Regions from separate parts of the Sus scrofa genome. Here region 2 is linked to region 1. The links are chromatin contacts, called in public Hi-C maps. All regions are on one chromosome and are shown on one strand. The core of a region is the stretch at or near the end of the contact, and the rest is flanking DNA. Distances in the headings are between cores, read along the strand shown.

What was found. Hi-C and Micro-C count contacts between places; a contact is called where the count stands out from the background.
Region 2: a Hi-C map of omental adipose tissue shows a contact between it and region 1, with 1.8 times the contacts expected there. The contact joins two enhancer-like sites. A contact is called at or near these places in 2 of 47 Hi-C or Micro-C datasets (omental adipose tissue and skeletal muscle).

Annotation. Positions count from the first base shown.
Region 1 is chr8:72,165,091-72,171,773 of Sscrofa11.1, reverse strand. The region is part of intron 2 of SHROOM3 (protein Shroom3); the gene reads right to left. Among named protein-coding and RNA genes, the nearest start is that of SHROOM3, 71 kb to the right of the region's middle. Within about 2 kb of position 1,368, at least 11 of the 83 cell types and tissues checked have an H3K27ac peak or open chromatin away from gene starts, as enhancers often do. A contact at or near this core is called in omental adipose tissue, where this site is marked.
Region 2 is chr8:72,339,069-72,345,495 of Sscrofa11.1, reverse strand. All of the region lies in intron 3 of SHROOM3 (protein Shroom3), which reads right to left. Among named protein-coding and RNA genes, the nearest start is that of SOWAHB, 200 kb to the left of the region's middle. Within about 2 kb of position 4,370, at least 9 of the 83 cell types and tissues checked have an H3K27ac peak or open chromatin away from gene starts, as enhancers often do. A contact at or near this core is called in omental adipose tissue, where this site is marked.

The sequences.
Region 1 (6,683 bases), core at 119-2,618:
TTTATAGGACTTGTTCACCCAGATGTGGGTGCGCGTACGGTTTGGGCACTTTTATGAAGTTGTCAACAACGTCAATTATGATCAATCCCCCTTCTCTCTTTTCTGTGTTTTAGCAAAATATGAAGCATTTTCCACCCTGGGCCCTGCCTAAAGCTCTCCCCAGTTAGTCACAATTCAGGTCTGTGAGAAGGTCTTTAACAGAATTTTCTGCTTCTTTTCCCTGCCTGGGAATGTCAAGTTATAAGAGAACCTATGCCTCAATGTCCTGGCAGCGCTCCCTCCACCAGCCCCTCAAGGCCACATTAGGTTTCCTTTCTTCCATTCTTCCAGGCACCCTACCCCAACTCATTTTGGAGGTAATTTGGGAAATGGCTTCCCAAAGCCCACCAAATTCAAAGGTTAAACATTTTCCTGATTTGACCCTCGATCCCCAAGCACCCTGCAAAGTGTATGACCTCTAGAGCAGGCCTGGGAAGATGGCAAATGAGGGAATGCTAAGAAAACAGTCCACATTCTGAATCTACCAGTTTTTTTCCTTTTCTTTTTTTTTTTTTAATGGCCACACCTGTGTCATTAGGAAGTTCCCAGGCTAGGGGCCGAATGGGAGCTGCAGCTGAGGCCTATGCCAGAGCTTGTGAAAACACTGGATCCTTAACCCACTGAGCGAGGCCAGGGATCGAACCCGAATCCTCAGGGGCACGTTCTTACGCTGGGTTCCTAACCCGCTGAGCCACAGCAGGAACTCCCCAAATCTACCAGTTTAAAAAAGCTGCTGCTTTCCTTCATTATTCTGTCCCTACCGTTTAGTAGGAAGAAAAGGCAAGAAGGAAAAGGATTTTCTCTGAGAATCAAAACTCAGCTCATGGCCCGTACTCTGCTCTCTCGCGTGAAGACGTCCCCCTCCCTCCCACCCCCTGGTCCCCAGGAAGACCTGCAGCATCCCAAGAATCTGCAAAGTTCACCACCAATCACTCTGCCATTGTTGGAGGTGAATCTCAGGAAGGAGCTGAGCTCCAGTTATGGGGATGATGAACCCAGCCTCGAGCTGCTCGAATCCTACGGCACAGGCTTAACCCACTGATCGACTTCATCCCCGTATTTATATGTCACTTCCTTCCAGTCCTGAGGACAGCTCTTTCACTTGACCCATGACCCTATCTTTTTAGCCCTTCCATTCTACTTCCACCTGCCCCGCTTAAGCCAACCTCTGTCTTGACGTCTTCTAGGTCCTTAGAGAAGGGGGAGCTTCTTATTTAGGCCTCAAGCCATTCCCTTTGGCCTCAGGTGGAAATTCTTTGGCTAAAGGTCACCCAGCCTGCATGTGAAGCAGGTCCCTGGCCTCTGCCCCCAGGAGTTCTTGGAAGCCTCTTATCTAGTTTCTGTGGACAGGTCCTTTATTCTGTTTCAGCAACAGGGTTGCCCATCTCATTCCACGGTCTGCCTCCTGCCTCTTTCCTAGCCCACCTGGCCAGGGGCCACCAGCCAACCAAGGATCCTGGTGTCCCAACCCCCGGCTCTGCCTCTTCTGCCACCATTGGTAACCAGGACACCCTGGAACGGAGCAGTAACACAAGGGTGTTGTTTTATTTGAAATTTATTTTCCTGGGTGGCCACTGCCAGGCCCTTGTACCTCAAATCCTCCCAGATCCTGGAAGAAAGAAGTTTTTGTTTGCATCTCGTAAAGCACGCAGCTGCCACCCTGCCATGCAGCCCCCAGCTTATCACAGGCGAGGACTTGGCAGCCATGATGGAAAAAGCCTTGGTGAATGGTGTGTGTGTGTGTGTGTGTGTGTGTGTGCGCGCGCGCGCGCGCGCGCGGGGGGGCGGGGGGGGCAGTGCTGAGAGTAGTTGCTGCACACCTTCTGTGGACATATTGAAAAAACAGGAAAATCCTGATTTTAGTGACATAAACGTTATTCTAGAGATATGAAACCTGGGCCTCTTAGGAGCAGGTGGTGATCTTCAGGCATCTGCATCCTTTAAATTACAACCTATCCACCTGGTGGGAGCAGACTGGCAGCCAGGAGTCTTGTCTTCTGCTGCCACCTGCTGTTTAAGAGAAGAAAGTCTAAATTCCTGGTTGGTCTGGCGATGAGAAACCAGCATTTCAGAGCTGGAAGAGACTTTAGCAATTCTCTAGTCCAATCCCTTCAAGTCACAGATAAGGAACTTGAGACTCAGACTGGAACAAGGGCCCCTCCCCGTCCCCTGCGCCATCCCCCACTTCTCTGGACAATTACACTCACTGCAAAGTACTCAAGTCCTCAGCAACTCAGATCATAGATGCATGTGGCCGCAAAACCCAGTGTGAGCAAATCTGTACATTCAGTAAATATATTCCCATGGGATTGCAGTCATGTGTGACAGGGCCAGGTAAGCAATACCAAGAGGTAATGTTTCGAGAACACCAGGGAGGGATCAGGTACTGTGTGAAGCGCTGTGCCCATCATCTCACTTAATGCTTCCAGGCACCCTATGAAGCCACAACTATTTTATCCCCATCTTACAAACTTAAGGAAACTGAATGGTTAAGTAACTTGCCCAAAGTCACACAGCCACATTTGGCAGAGAGAGACTTCAAATTCAGATCCATGCAGTACAAAATCTATGCTTTTAACCTTTTACCAATATTCATCACATTGGCTTCACATCACAAGAAAGGTTCACACAAGGAGAGAGCCCCTGCTCACTTTCTACCTTTCTTTGTCTGCATCCTGTCATCTTCCTTCCTTTGGCTCTCCTGCCCTGTGGTCCTCAGACCAGCAGCTTCATTTGGGAATGCAAATTCTCAGCCAGCATCCCAGTCCAACTGAATCAGAAAATCTAGAGGCTGGACCTCCTGGTCTGAAGAGACCCTCAGGGTATTCTGAGGCTGCTCAAGTGTGTGATCCACTGCTAGAGAACATCTAGGTCCTTCAACAACGGCTTGATGTCAAAGAAAGAATAGACAGGAATTTAGGTCTCTGTCTAATAACTGAAAACAGAGAGTGCCTATTTAATTTAGGTGAGGCCAAGCTCTAATCTTATTTAGCTAGAGGGAAAGGCTCTGCAATTTTTGTAGTTCCTTCCAAATCCCCCTTGACTCCTCACCTTTAGGCCTGTAGAGACAAGGGTCTGCCACCCACTAAGAGAAGCAGAAAAGGAAGCACTGCCTCTGGGCACAGGTGGAACCAACAGAAGAGGAGCCAAACCCCCATCCTCGGTCTGGTGTTCAGCAGCACCAAAGTAACGCCCCTACAAACAGTGCTGGGACAATTGTGTCTCCATGACGAAAGAAGACCTTGGACCCTTATTTCACTCCATATACAAAAATTAACTCAAGGAATCAAGACTGGGAAAAAAGAGGTAAAACTGTCATTGTTTGCAGATGACATGACGCAATACATAGAAAAATCCTAAAGATGCTACCAGAAAACCACTAGAACTCACCGATGAATTTAGTGACATTGCAGAATACAAAATTAATACACAGAAATCTCTTGTGTTCCTATACACTAACAACAAAAGATCAGAAAGAGAAATTAAGGAAACAGTCCCATTTACCATCACATTGAAGAGAATAAAATACCTGGGAATAAACCTAACTAAAGAGGTAAAAGACCTGTATTCTGAAAACTATAAAACATTGATGAAGGAAATCAAAGATAACACAGATGGGAAGATATACCATGCTCTTGGATCAGAAGAATCAACATTGTCAAAATGACTATGCATTTGACCAAGGCAATCTATACATTGAGCACAATCCCTATCAAATTACCAATGGCACTTTTCACAGACCTAGAATAAAATATCTTCAGATTTTTTGGAAACACAAAGGACCTTGTATAGCTAGAGCAATCGAGAAAGAAAAACAGAGCTGGAGGAATCAGACTCCCCAACTTCGGACTTAATTACAAAGCTACTGTAATCAAAACAGTATGGTACTGGCACAAAAACAGAAACATAGATCAGTGGAACAGCATAGAAAACCCAGAAATAAACTCAGGCACCTATGGTCAATTAATGTACGACAGAGGGGCCAAGAATAAACAATGGAGAAAAGACAGCCTCTTCAATAAGTAGTGCTGGGAAAACCAGACAGTTTTACATAAAAGAATGAATTAGAACACTCTCTAACACCCTATACAAAATCAACTCAAAATGAATTAAAGACTTAAATCTAAGGCCAGATACTTTAAAACTCTAAGAGGAAAACATAGGTGAACACTTTTTGACATAAATTGCAGAAATATATTTTTTCGATTCACCTCCTAGAGAAATGAAAATAAAAACAAAAGTAAACAAATGGGACCTAATTAAACTTAAAACTTTTGCATAGCAAAAGCAACCATAAACAAAACAAAGACAACCCACAGAATGGGAGAAAATCTTTGCAAAAGAAGCAACTGAAGAGGGATTAATCTCCAAAATATACAAACATTTCATACAGCTTTACACCAAACAAACAACCCAATTAAAAAATAGTTAGAAGATCTATAGGTTCGATCCCTGGCCTTGCTCAGTGGGTTAAGGATCCAGTGGTGCCGTGAGTTGTGGTGTAGGTCGCAGATGTGGCTTGGATCCTGCATTGCTGTGGCTCTGGCATAGGCCGGTGGCTACAGCTCAGATTAGACCCTGAGCCTGGGAACCTCCATGTGCCGCAGGAAGCAGGCTTAGAAAAGGCAAAAAGACAAAAAATAGACATTTCTCCAAAGAATACAGAGAGATGGCCAAAGAACAAATGAAAAGATTTTCAACATCGTTTTTTTTCAGATTCTTTATTGCCTTTTTTTTTTTTTTTGGCTTTTCAGGGCCATACCCATGGCATATGGAGGTTCCCAGACTAGGGGTTGAAATCAGAGCTACAGTTGCCAGCCCATGCCAGAGCCCAGCAACATGGGATCCGAGCCACGTCTGTGACCTACACCACAGCTCATGGCAATGCCAGATCCTTAACCCACTGAGCAAGGCCAGGGATTGAACTCCCAACCTCATGGTTTCTGGTTGGATTCATTTCTGCTGTGCCACGATGGGAACTCCTCCAGATTTTCAACATCATTAATTATTAGAGAAATACAAAAACTTATGGTTACCAAAGGAGAAACAGGAGTGGGGAGGGATAATTCAGGGGGTTGGGATTATATGTACATACTACTACATATAAAATAGATGGGTAACAAGGACCAACTGTATAACACAGGAAAATTTACTCAACACTGTGTAATAACCTATATGAGAAAAGAATCTGAAAAGGAATGGATATATGTATAGCTAATTCACTTTGCTGTACACCCAAAATTAACACAACTTTGTTGTCAACTATACTCCATCAAAATTTGTTTTTTAAAAATTAACTCAAAATATCAAAGACCTAAATGTCAGCGTTAAAACTATAAAGTTTTTAAAAGAAAACATAGGAGTTCCCTGGTGGCTCAGTGGGTTAAGGATCTGGTGTTGTCACTGCTGTGGCTCTGGTTACCGCTGTGGTGCCAATTCAACCCCTGGTCTAAGATCTTCTGTATGCCATGGGTGCTGCCAAAAAAAATTTTAAAATAAAGAAAATGAAGTAAATTTTCATTCTCTTCTGTTGGATCAGATATGGACTAACAGCTGTATAAAATCTTCTTTTATTCTTCCTATTATTGCACAAAGATACCTTACTTTATTTTTATTTTTCCCATTATAGTTGGTTTACAGTGTTCTGTCAATTTTCTACTGTACAGCAAAGTGACCCAGTCACACACACACACACAGACATTCTTTTTCTCACATTATTCTCCATCATAAGATATTTTAGTTTATTTTATTCTTTTTAGGGCTGCATCTGCAGCATATGGAATTTCCTAGGCTAGGGGTCAAACTGGAACTGTAGCTCTTGGCCTACACCACAGCCACAGCAACGTGGGATCCGAGCTGCATCCGTTACCTACACCACAGCTCATTGCAATGCTGAATCCTTAACCCATTGAGCGAAGCCAGGGACCAAACCTGCTTCCTCATGGACACTAGCCAGGTTCATAACTGCTGAGCCGCAACAGTATAATTTTCTATAAATTCACAACACTATAAATTTCTCTTAAAATTATATACATTATATATTCCTTAACAACTTATCTCTTTGACTCATTTAAGACTCAAGTTCAGTCTTGTCCAACAGTAATCAAGTGAATCTGGATCTCTTCTCTTCGTACTCACTTTCTGTGCCTTTATTCATTCTTTTAGTTATTGTGGAGAAGGCAAAATATACAAATTATAATTAAATTATGTTTCCATACATGGGATCATAAATGGGGAAGAGTGGGAAGGATGGGTGGAGTACTACAAGAAAGCTAAGTTTTCAACTTCCATTAATAGAAAGTCCATAGAGAGTACCTACATCTGAAAATATTCGAGGAGTTCCCGTCGTGGCGCAGTGGTTAACCAATCCGACTAGGAACCATGAGGTTGCGGGTTCGGTCCCTGCCCTTGCTCAGTGGGTTAACGATCCCGCGTTGCCGTGAGCTGTGGTGTAGGTTGCAGACGCGGCTCGGATCCCGCATTGCCGTGGCTCTGGCGTAGGCTGGTGGCTACAGCTCCGATTGGATCCCTAGCCTGGGAATTTCCATATGCCGCGGGAGCGGCCTAAGAAATAACAAATAGACAAAAAAAAAAAAAAAAGAAAGAAAATACTCTAGAAAAAGCCATATAGGCATGTTGTTAAA
Region 2 (6,427 bases), core at 3,121-5,620, 170 kb before region 1:
AAAATAGCTCATTGTTTTGGCACTTCTGGTCTTTCCATTATATCAGAATTTTAGACCTTCCAAAAAGGACGTCTTATTAATCTTATTCATGGCACTGACATCTATTCTCCCAACTGGGTTTTCATCCTAAGATTGAGTTATATGAAGTCTTGAATACACATAAGTATGTAAATGACATCAATATGGCATATAATGCTTTACAAATAACCCAAATGGTACAGAAGTGTATCTTCAAGAGATAATAACAAGAAAGTTGCTCAAATAAAAACAACTGGAATTTCTGAAATGTAGAGGACTTGCTTTGATAATTTACTGCCACTGAGGTTTAGACAACGTGGTATTTACCGTCTACATGTTTTTCAAAAGGAGTTGCATCCTCTTTAGTGCTTTAGGTTTTAAAAAAAAATCACCTTATCTTCATTTGTAAACTTAATTTTGAAAATCCAATATTCCACTAGCTAGTTGTCAGTTTCACTGGTCTTGAAGTATTAACATCTCTGGCTCTTGAAATAAAAACAAAAAGTAAAGGAGTTCCCATTATGGCTCAGTGGTTAATGAATCTAAGAACCATGAGTTTGCAGGTTTGATCCCCAGCCTCGCTCAGTGGGTTAAGGATCTGGCATTGCTGTGAGCTGTTGTAGAGGTTGCAGACACGGCTCGGATCTGGCATTGCTGTGGCTGTGGCATAGGCCAGCAGCTACAACTCCGATTAGACCCCTAGCCTGGGAACCTCCATATGTCACGGGTGTGGCCCTAGAAAAGACCAAAAAAAAAAAAAAATTTAAAGGTAGCTGCTGTTTACTTTTTTGGCAGTCTCACTCTATTGGCTTAAAGAAGCCTATTAGTCTCTCCTTATTTTTTTAAAAACTCACAAACTATGTGCTTTAAAAAAATAAAAGATTCCAGCCACCAAGCACCAATAATAGTTCATTTTCTAGGATCTTTTTCATTTGCCTCACATGACACAGTTTTGTTTTCTACTTTCACATGCAGATTCCAGCAAGGGGAAAATTTTCCTTGCCTTTCCAGCTTATTTGCTTCTGAGCACAACTTTCTCCCAGGAGGTGTTCAGGAAAGAGTCCCAGCCCAAGCCGGATGTCAGTGTTATTCCACATACTTTAGGGCTCTCGCCTAAGAACCAGAAGATAAGATGGGAGAGACAATTTATTTTTAAAGTTCTTGTAATCAGCACCTTTGGGAGGTGTCCAAAGTGTGCTTATATTGGCCAAAGGCAATTAGGTGCAGAGTCCCAGGCAGACTCTCGTAGGCTGTTGGCTGCCGTTTCTCCGTGGGAGACTCAAAGAACCGAGCATAGCCTATCAGTAATAGTAACAGGAATAGTAACATTTATTTTGTGCTCAGTATTAGTGTAGCAGATGCCTGAGGATTTACATACCTTATTTCCAATGACAGTAATGCCCCGAGGTAGCTATTCCTAGTCTCATTTCATAGAAGAGAAAACGAAGCTCAGATTTTACAGAACTTGCCAAAAAGCCAACCGAGTAGAAGGGGCAGAATTAAGAACCAGACTCCACAGCCCAGGCCTCGCTCTCACACTATCCTGCATGACCAAGAGGACACTCAGGTTACGCCACTTTCATCAGGGGCGAGGTTTTGCTGGCTCCCAGAAGGTGAAGGAAAGTAGGTATATCTATTCTCTGTTGGCAGACTTCATTGTCATTCCGAGCACCCAGGAAAAAAACAGCCTCTTTTATTTTTTATTTTTTTGGCCATTTCTTGGGCCACTTTCTCGGCATATGGAGGTTCCCAAGCTAGGGGACAAATCGGAGCTGGAGCCACTGGCCTACACCACAGCCACAGCAATGTGGGATCTGAGCTGTGTCTGTGACCTACACCACAGTTCATGGCAATGACGGATCCTTAACCCACTGAGCAGGGCCAGGGATCGAACCTGCAACCTCATGGCTTCTAGTCGGATTCATTAACCACTGAGCCATGAAGGGAACTCCAAAAAACAGCCTCTTAAAAACCCTTTTTTGTCTATATGTCTAATGAAGGGGGTGCAAAGCCCCAGATCTCTCCAGAATGCTCTTTTTCCTTAAATAGAAAGTGACTACATCTTTCCCTTCAAAATTGTGCCTTTTCCCAGTGAAGGGCACTTCACTTGGCCTGATTCCATTCATATCGACATGGCTGTAAGGGACAGAGTTTTCCTAGTTGCCTCTAACGAGCCCAGTAACTAGCGTTTGGCGAGCAGGCCTGGGTTTCCCTCCTTGGTGCCTTACCAGCATTTTCCTTTGGGTGGAGATTCCTTCCTCGACCCTGATCTCTGCTAAGGGTATTCTAGCCAACTTCCGAGGACCTGCAAGATGTATTCCTTCCTCAAGGAAAGTTCTCTGATCCTTCACCAAAAGCAAGTTCTCCTCCTCGGAATGTTCCAAAGCACATCACTCAGCCATCGTCTATAGCCCGTATCACATTTCACCTGGAAGAGAGCACCTGATGCCATTAAGACAAAACTCTCCCTTCCCAGACTAGATGTTTAAGAGCGGAGATGATGCTTCCTTCGTCTCTGACGTCCAAGGTGCACAGCACATGACAGTACGCGGTGAATTAATGTTTGCAGGCCATTACACCCATGCCCAGCATCTCATTTTAATGAGTCCAGGTTGTTTTGTCCCCCTTTGTTTATGTCAGTCCTATTCTTTTCTTTCCTTTTTTTTTTTTTTTTTTTGTCTTTTCTAGGGCCGATCCTGTGGCATACGGAGGTTCCCAGGCTAGGAGTCTAATTGGAGCTGTAGCCACTGGCCTACACCACAGCCACAGCAACGCCAGATCTGAGCTGCATCTGTGACCTACACCACAGCTCACGGCAACGCTGGATCCCTAACCCACTGAGTGAGGCCAGGTATCGAACCTGCAACCTCTTGGTTCCTAGTCGGATTCGTTAACCACTGAGCCATGATGGGAACTCCTAATGTCGGTCTTATTCTTATAAGACCTTTCCCCATTCACTGTAGCCTTCCCCTACCCAACCCGGGGAATTTATGAACTAAATTCTTAGTGCTTCTATACTGCGTTGAAGCACGATTTGTTTTATTATGTTCATGCTCCATGTGCCCTGTATTTCCTTATGATATGTATTTCTGGGGCTTGTGTCTGTCCGGATGATGCTATTACTCCTGCTGTGAATGATTTTCATTGAACAAACACTGTGTCTCAGGCTCTGCTGAATGCTTCATTTACCTTATCCTGTTCCTTACAGAACTTCAGGGGCCCTGACTTTGTTCCTTGGCCTGTATCAGCCTGCAGCCTTCTCTAGTGGAATGCACTCCAGGGTTCTGACAACCAGACAGACGGTAAGACACTAGGAGGTAGAGACGGCATCTTTCTTACTCATGTCTATTGCAGTGCCTGGCAGAGAACAAATCCCCAAAACACGTTCCATAGGAGTGCTGGAGTTATACTGAGTTCACAAAACAAAGAGTGCTTTAAAACCTGTTTTTAGAAATACCAGCAGAGGGGGAGCTCCCGTCGTGGCTCAGTGGTTAACAAAGCTGACCAGCATCTATGAGGATGCGGGTTCAATCCCTAGCCTTGAGCAGGGGGTTAAGGATCTGGCGTTGCCATGAGCTGTGGTGTGGGTCGCAGACACGGCTCCGGTTTGACCCCTAGCCTGGGAACTTTCATAGGCCGTGGGTGCGGCCCTAAAAAGACCAAACAAAGAAATACCAGTGGACATTTCATAATTATCGAGTGAGAACTGGTCCCCTATCAGTATGGGAACTGCCAGATTAAGAATTCTACTATTAAAAAAAAAAAAAAAATCCTGAGATCCCCACTCTCCGTTAAATGGATGAGTTTTAGGCAAAAGCATGAAAGGCCGTGCTAAGAATCTTGACTGCAAGCTTCCCTCCTGCTCCCTGCCCGCACCCCGCCTTGTTTATCTCTGGTCTGTACTCCTATTTGCGTCTAAAGAGAGCACTGGTCTCCTCTTCATGAGCTGGAATGAAAAGATCTGATGGGAACTTAAAAGCTCCCCCACAGGAAACTGTCTAAGCCCGTGATTTACATCCTGGTTTTCTTATTAACTAACTGCCAGGTTTCGGAAAACTGGAGCCAACCCAAGTGGGGACCCTGGCAGCTGGTGTGAAGCGTGAGACCAGAGACCAGAGAGTCACAGTGGCTAAGAGTTGGGGGTCGGGGCGGGGGGCGGGGGGAACGACGAGGAGGCTGGGGAGGTTGGAGGGAGGAAATGGCTTCTGTAAATGTACCTGTGCTCCCGGTAAGAAGGATGGTTCTATGCGGTTAGAGGACAACTCACCCCTGATCCCTGCATAAGGGGGGAGTCAGGGAGGCCAGTCTACCAAGGGTTCAAGGGCAGGATCTGTTTCCTCCTTCACCTATCTTAGAATGTGTAGGAGAGAGGAAAAGATGAGTAATCGAAAGAAATGCAAACAGGCGATCACTGTGCACGGAAAACAGATAGCTTTTCCATGACATGAGAAACACTTCAAATTTTGACTTCCTGACAGATGAGGTAATGAGGACATCACACAGAATCCGAAGACTTTGTCTGATTAATTGCAATTTGTAAAACGACAGTAAAGGGGGGAAAAAGGGGAGGTGTCGTTTCATGGGCAGAGAGTTTCAGTTTTGCAAAATGATGTTCCGAGATGTCGCACAACCATGTGCATCTACTTGGCGCTTTATAATGGCTAAGATGGTAAAGTTCGTGTTATTTGGGTTTTTTTTTTTTTTAACCACAATTAAATTTTTTTGAAAACTTAAAAAAAATGAAAGAACAAAAAATAAAAAGAAAATAACCAATTCTATTCCAAAGATGAAAATGCATTACTCTTCTTTTGCCCCCCCCCAACCCTTATTCCCTTAGTGAGTCATCTCGTGTTATACATAAATATTCTCTCTCTTTATGTGGACAAAAGGGGGAAAAAGAGAAATACCTCAGTATCTGCAGAAGCAGAGAGGGCAATTGTGGATCTTCCTCTTTCTGTGGTTCTCTTTGAACCACTGGCCAATACGATGTTTTTGAAATTGCATGTGTATACTGGGTAACAAACAGCAAAGAAGCGTCTGAAGTCCAAAGAATAGGCTACATTAAGTCCTTACTACTCAATTCCCAATCAAAAGTCTCATAGAGATTTGGAAAGTTAACAACCGTGGACAGTCATGCCAACAGGCAAAATCAGGACCGATGCAATCGCCTTCCTAATTCTTCTTCCTCTCCCTTGGCCCATCCCGTTGTTTTCGTTCTCATCCAGTTGGGAGGCTGAGCTGTTTATATTGACTGATTTAATTTAGGGAAGGGACTGTTTTTGAATCTGGCCTGGTTTGCAGTTTTTCTCTTTTGGAGATGGGTGTTTGTTGATCAAAGCGACAAACAACAGTGTTGTTTTAATTTATGCTTCCTTTAGTTCTGCAAATTTGGGGAGGAGGGCTTTTTTATAAGAGGTAATGAGGCAGAATCCTCTTAATGGCAAGGATATTTTCTCACCAAATTAAAACCCATGTATGCTTTTTAAAAAATAATGAAATAAAAGTAGCTTTTCTTCGGGAAGCAAATAAATTTTAAAGTAAGAAACTTCCCACACAGTTTGAGCTTGCTGTTCCTATCAATACAGGCTTGGGAAGGGGATACGAGGATATTTTCTTTTCTTTCTTTCTTTCTTTTCTTTTCTTTCTCTTTCTTTTTTTTCCCAAACTTGAAGTAACAGAATAATTTACAGCAACAAGAATCTGATCAAAACATTTAAGACATATGCTTGCTAAAGCAATAATCTTAAATGCCAATAGCAGGAACAGAATTTTTTTCTTTTCTATTTCTCTGAAAAAAATATAAATATATGTAAATATATTTCATTTTTCAGCCATGCCCATGGTATGTGCAAGTTTCCAAGCCAGGGACTGAACCCATGCCACAGCAGTGATCTGAGCCGCTGCAGTGACAATACCAAATCCTTAACCCACTGAGGCACCAGAGAACTCTCTGAAAATGTATTACTTTATTTTAGTCAAATGAGCTCAGAACTTTGTGCAAATACCACTTCATTAATATTAGTCCCATGTATACAATGAGACTAGAAAATTTTGCTATGTTTTATTTTTTTAAGAGGGACAAACCATCTTGACTTTCTCACAGCATCATTAATGGAAATAGTACATACAGCTTCTATGTCCTAGATCAGAACTCTGAAAAACACTCTTTCCCTTAAGTGTGGAGACCATGGCATCACATAAATAAGAAAAGTCAATACCAGCTAAACCTGTCTCCCTATGATGTTCCTTTCTGGGTGTTCATTCGTCTAAAATGCATGTTTTATTGAGCAACTACTATGCCATGGGCACTGTGTGATGGAATCTGTCTATCAAGCTGGAGAACCACGGGAAAGCATCCCGAACCAGAACTGAGGGATTAGGAAAGGATTCTAAGCTGTGGGCCAGGAAA